2 separate regions of the Ovis aries genome follow, and region 2 is linked to region 1. The links are chromatin contacts, called in public Hi-C maps. All regions are on one chromosome and are shown on one strand. The core of a region is the stretch at or near the end of the contact, and the rest is flanking DNA. Distances in the headings are between cores, read along the strand shown. Region 1 holds the start of ZNF331 (zinc finger protein 331). Region 2 holds the start of LOC121816554 (cationic amino acid transporter 3-like).

Region 1 (3,047 bases), core at 66-2,565:
GGCTGGGGCAGGGAGAGGTGGGTGGGATGAACTGGGAGATTAGGACTGACATATACACACTACCAAGTGTAAAACAACCAGTGGGGAGCTGCTGTATAGCAAGCAGCTCAGCCTGGTGCTCTGTGGTGACCTAGAGGGGTGGGATTGGTGGGGGGGGGGTGCTGGGAGGCAGGTCCAAGAGGAAGGGGGTATAAATATACTTACAGCTGATCCACTTGTTGTACAGCAGAAATTAACACAGCATTGTGAAGCAATTATACTCGAAAAAAGCACCAAAAACAAGAAGGGTGCACCCAGATGTATTTCAGAGATTCCAGGAAGCTAGGCTCTACTACCTGGGGGTACCCCGCCCGCCCCCACCCCACCCCCACCCAGCACCTCCCAGGTCAGGGACCTCTCCCTTCCAAAATAGAATCTTTTCCCCCCAAGACCCTTTCATCACTGGACTTTGGAAGGACGGCACCTCTGGCTCTAAAGTCGCCATCTCATGACGACACCTGTGTCAATTCCTGTCATTTTCATTACAAGGTTCGGGCTCCCACGTCTCTTGGAGGCCGCTGTGTCCCCGCAAGTACTGCACGGTAGGAGGGCGGAGGGACCAGCGGAGACACCGGAGCTACAGGTGATACCGTCACACGCCCCCTCCCCGTGCTCACTCAATCCGTGCCCACACACCCGGGAGCCAGCCTGCACCTGTCACAGCTGAACAAACTCACACACCGCGGCTGCGACACACCGCCTGACGCCCCCGCCAGAAACAAGGCGCCCGGCTCCGCCAACCCCACAGACACGTCAAGGCGGCTCTCACAGCCCCGCCGTCCGCGCCAGAGCCCACGCGCGTGGAACTCACGCGGAGCGGAGCGGAGGCGTCCGAGCCCGAGGCTCACACGCACCAGGGATGGGTGGGCGGGCACAGCCGCGGGATGAGGTCGGGTCGCCTCCCCGCTTCACACACTCACGCGCCAAGTGCGTCACAACCGCAGGGACCCGGCCCGTGTCCCTCACCGACACCCACGCGCACCTCAGTCTGTAGACAAGGCCAAGCCCCATCACACACACACACATACCCACACTTATACACACACACACACGCACACGCTCGCACTCCCTCCGCAGCGGCTCCCGAAGCCACAGGCCGACGCTCCGTTTCGGGCCTCTTGACCTTTTTCCTCACCGCCACCGCCCGCCGCTTTCCACTTCAGGTTTCCTCCAGGGATGCTAATTACTCACGGCTCTGGGCCCAACAACTAACAGGGTGTCGGGAGGGAGCGAGCGCAGCGGTGCAGGTTAACTCCAGACAGCGTCGCCAGGAAACCAGAGCGTGGAAAAAAAAAAAAAAACAACGCGCAGAAAGCGCATCTCCCAGCATGCAACTCCCGGCGAGGCTAATGGGCTCGTGCCCCCAGAGCCCTCTGGGAAACGTAGTCCCAAAAACGGGGAATTTGCGGAGCTGAAAGCTCATGGGCTCTTTTTCCCAGCATGCAACTCCGCACCGGCCCGACTAGAGCTGTGTCTCAGAGCCTTCTGGGAAGTGTAGTTCTCATCTCGGGTAATACACAGGGTTCCTCAGAAGGCATCCCTCCCTGCGTATAAAGGAGCCGTGGCCCCCAGACTTGCGACGGAGTGTTATGCAGAGTCGCAGAGTTTGTAAATGCTGGGAATCCTGCCAGCCGTTCAGATTTGTTTTATTACTCATTTTAGTATTAGTATCATTACTGCTACTACTTAAAAAAAGAAAAAATCCTTTTTATTTTATTCTGGAGTATAAATGCAACCCACACCAGTATTGTTTGCCTGGAAAATTCTAAGGAGAGAGGAGCCTGGTGAGCTGCAGTCTATGAGGATGCAAAGAGTCAGACAGGGCTGAGCACAAATTACACTTATAGCTGATTAATAATGTGGTGATAGTTTCAGGTAGACAGCAAAGGAACTCAGCCATGCATATATATGTATCCATTCTCCCCCAAATTCCCCTCCCATCCAGGCTGCCACGTGACTTTGAGCAGAGTTCCCTGTGTTATACAGTAGGACCTTGTTGGTTATTCATCTTAAATATAGCACTGTACATGTCCATCCCAAACTTCCTAACTATCCCTTTCCTCCTCCTTCTAACAGGGAAAAAAAGCTTTATTAAGTTCTTACATATACATGTAACTTCTTACATGTACATTTTGGACTTCCCAGATGGCGCTAATAGTAAAGAACTCCCCCTGCAAATGCAGGAGATATAAGAGACCAGGGTTTGATCCCTGGGTCAGGAAGATCATCTGGAGTAGAGCATGGCAACCCACTCCAGTATTCTTGCCTGGAGAATCCCATGGACAGAGGAGCCAGGTGGGCTACAGTCCATCAGGTCGCACAGAGACAGACACAGCTGAAGCGACTTAGCATGCACGCATGTACGTGAGAGCTTTCAGAAAAGAATGAAGACCTGAAGAATTGACCAGAGCAGTAAGCTTTTATACCTTTGAGACAAAGAAAGGATAAATTTGTTAAGTATTGACAGTGCAATGGGCAAGTGAGAGTTCGGTTAGGGCTTGGTAATCAACCAGTCCATTCTGAAGGAGATCGGCGCTGGGATTTCTTTGCAAGGAATGATGCTAAAGCTGAAACTCCAGTACTTTGGCCACCTCATGCGAAGAGTTGACTCATTGGAAAAGACTCTGATGTGGGGAGGGATTGGGGGCAGGAGGAGAAGGGGATGACAGAAGATGAGATGGCTGGATGGCATCACTGACTCGATGGACATGAGTCTGAGTGAACTCCGGGAGATGGTGATGGACAGGGAGGCCTGGCATGCTGCGATTCATGGGGTCGAAAATAGTCCAACACAACTGAGCAGCTGAACTGAACTGAACTGAATCCTTGTCTTTAGACTTCCCTGGTGGGTCAGTGGTAAACAACCCGCTGCCTGCCAATGCAGGAGACACAGGAGACTCAGGTTTGATCCCTGGAAGCACCGAGGATGCTGGGGTTAAATAAACATGGCTGCTTTTACGGGCAGATAGAGGGAAGCTTCTCATCCCCATCACTCTCTAGATGGTGGT
Region 2 (3,149 bases), core at 583-3,082, 170 kb after region 1:
GGTGGGATGAATTCACAGAGTAGCTTTGACCTATGTGCGCTACACGTGTAAGATGGAGTTAGTGGGAAGCCTCTGCACAGCTCAGGGGGCTCAGCCTGGCTCTCTGTGAGGACGAAGACACATGCGATGGGAAGGGGGCGGGAGGCTCACCAGGGGGACAGTATATTTATAATTAGGACTGACTCACTTTATCATACAGCAGAAACCAACACAATATTGTAAAGCAATTATTCTCCAATGAGAAAGCAAAAAAAAAAAAAAGTTTCTAATTAATTATTTTTGAATATCGAAAAAAAAAAAAAAGGATAACCAGACCAACCTCCCAAGTGCCTGGAGTGAGGGAGGACTAATCCTCATTCTGAATCAGAAACGAGAGACTCCGTTTTCTATCCTTTGGGACATAGAATGTCTCCCCATTACACTGCTCTTCGGGGCCAGGCTGACTCAGAGAACACGAGTTCAGGGCAGGGGGCTTCTATCCATGTTACTCTAAGGTCCGAGTTGAGCATTTTGGTTGAGGGCAAGCATTCAAAGAGTCAGGAAGCTATGATTAGGATCTTGGCCCCACCTCTCTGCCCTTGAGCAAGTCATACACTTCCCTGGACCTGTGTTTCCTTCTTGTTCAAATGCTGCTGATGAACTTTTGAGCCCTGTCTTTAGGAACATAAAATGGTACAGTTGCTGTGGGTAAAGTATGGTGGTTCCTCCAAAAAACCAAAAGTGAAATTACCATCATGGTTGAGCAGTCCCACTTCTGAGTGTACACCCAAAAGAACTGAAAGTGAGGTCACAGGAGACGTTTGTACACCCATGGTGGTATTATTCGGATTAGCTGAGAAATGAAAGCAACCCAAATGGCCATCCACAAAAAACGGAGAAATACAATGTGCTCTATACCTACAGTGGAATATTATTCAGCCTTAAAAATATGGGAAATTCTGACCCATGCTATAACATGGAGGAAACTTGAGGATAATATGTTAAGTGATATAAGCCAGTCACCATAAGACAAATACTGTATGATCCCACTTCTATGAAATAGCTAATACAGTCAAATTTACAAAGACAGAAAGTAGAATGCTGGTTTGCTAGGTGCTGGGTGAGGGGGAAAATGGGAAATCATTGTTAAATGCGGACACGGTTTCAGTTTACAAGACAAAAAGAATTCTGCAAACTGGTTACACAGCTGTGTAAATTTACCCAGTATTGCTGAAGGTTCATTTAAAAATGGTGAAGATGGTAAATTTATGTGTATTTCACCCCAGCTTTTAAAATTTTATGCCGAGGATAAACGGGAGAGCCAGCTTCACAGAGCTGCTGAATGTACAAAGTTCCAACATAATTAACTTAACACACAACACCACTGAGTTGTCCTCAGCAGAATGCTCAGCTCCTAGAGGAGGCATCAGCAGACGTGGAGAGCAGAAAGGAGACAGGCGACTGAAGGCAGTGGTACCCGCATCACACACTCTATGTGAGGGTCATCTTAGGGTTGTGTGAGCACCAGATTAAAACCAGTCCAAGAGCCCCTGGACATTGATCCAATCTCTCCCAGCCCCTCCTCTCCTCACACAAACACAGACAGTCCCCAGCTCCTTCTACTTTCATCTGTAAAACGGATCTCTCTACCCTCAGGCTGGAGCTGGCCTGACCCCGTGCACCCTGAGGGTGCAGAGGTCTCTGTGGGAGGATGTGAACTCAGCGCCCAGTCTCCCACAGAAAAGGGTGACCCGAGACTTACTGGATCCTTGGAGCAGAGCCTGGAGCACTGGGTCAGTCACGGAGGCTGAGGGTAAGGCGTGCAGAGCTGGAGCTGATGTTTGTCTAAAATCCAAAGAGGGGAGCCCCTGAGCACAGAAGACAACTCTTAACCCTGGGTAATTGGGGTGGGGATGGGGCTGAGAGGACCGGAAGCCTTCAAAATTTCTGTCAGTCCTTAACCACACCCCTCTGTGGTTACCCTTGCGAGATTTTCTAAGATGTTCTTAGCTGGGGTAACATACACATACCAGGAAATTTTAACTGTCTTTAAGTATTCAGTTCAGTCATTTTGTAAGTGAAAGCAAAGTCTGGCTGCTGGCTGCTCAAAAGCCATTCAGGAGGCCAGGTTGGTGGAAGGAAAGTTTGCTTTATTTTGGATACCAGCACTGGCGGGAGGGGGTTACACTCCTGACAAAGGTCGACTCGCCTCCCACCCCAACAGGCAGCAGGTAGGAGGTTTATAGACAGAGGGAGGGGGCTACATGGAGAAACAGCACGGTCAGCTCTGACAGTCCTCTTGCAATTGGTCATGGACGGCTGGACCAGCAGCATCTTGATTGTTTTAGGTACACTTACTCTTTAGTCACAAGGTCAGTTTGTTCCCATTTCCTCGAGGCCATTTGTCCCCATTTCCTCGAGGCGGTTCTCAGAATTGGGGCAGCTGTTGTCATGACTACACTCTGGCCATCAGCTCGGTACTCTCGCACCTGGTGGAGGTGTCCGCCTCTGCACACTCTCAGAAGATTGTCTGTAGCCCTTGAGAAGGAAGTAAAGGTCCGTGACTATGCTTAGTCACCACATGATTATTATTTCTTCTCCTCTGACTGTTGTCCTTTGTTTCTGCATGATTTCACTTCTTGGATTAAACTTATTCTTTGGCTAAGCTTTTCCCACAGACAGAAGGCAGGCAGAGGACATGGGGGTCAAGGACCCTAGGGTCCTACTCCATTTCTATGTTAAGTACGTTCACATTTTATGCAACCAAACTCTGGGACATTTTTCCTCTGACAAACAGAAACTACACATTCAACAACAACAACAAAAATCCCCCTTTATCCTTTCCCAGTTCTTGGCAATCACCTTTCTATTTTCTGTCTCAATGAATCTGACTACTCCAGGTTCTTCATTTTGGTGGAATCACCCAATATTTGTCCTTTACTATCAGGTTTATTTTACTGAGTATAATATCCACTAAGCTTCCCTGGTGGCTCAGAGGTTAAAGCATCTGCCTCCAATGCGGGAGACCTGGGTTCGATCCTGGGTGGGGAAGATCCCCTGGAGAAGGAAATGGCAACCCACTCCAGTATTCTTGCCTGGAGAATCCCATGGACGGAGGAGCCTGGTAGGCTACAAGTCCATGGGGTCGCAAAGAGTCGGACACGACTGAG

What was found. A called contact is a pair of places that touch in the nucleus more often than the background predicts.
Region 2: a Hi-C map of blood shows a contact between it and region 1, with 3 times the contacts expected there. The contact joins the promoter of LOC121816554 here to the promoter of ZNF331 in region 1. A contact is called at or near these places in 4 of 16 Hi-C or Micro-C datasets (blood and liver).

The regions. Positions count from the first base shown.
Region 1 is chr14:61,340,704-61,343,750 of ARS-UI_Ramb_v3.0, forward strand. ZNF331 (zinc finger protein 331) reads right to left here and starts at 1,316. Exons shown (of 5, transcript XM_027978733.3): 1 at 1-1,316. It also overlaps the pseudogene LOC132657657.
Region 2 is chr14:61,510,860-61,514,008 of ARS-UI_Ramb_v3.0, forward strand. It overlaps LOC121816554 (cationic amino acid transporter 3-like), which reads right to left and starts at 1,833. Exons shown (of 12, transcript XM_060399104.1): 1 at 1,742-1,833.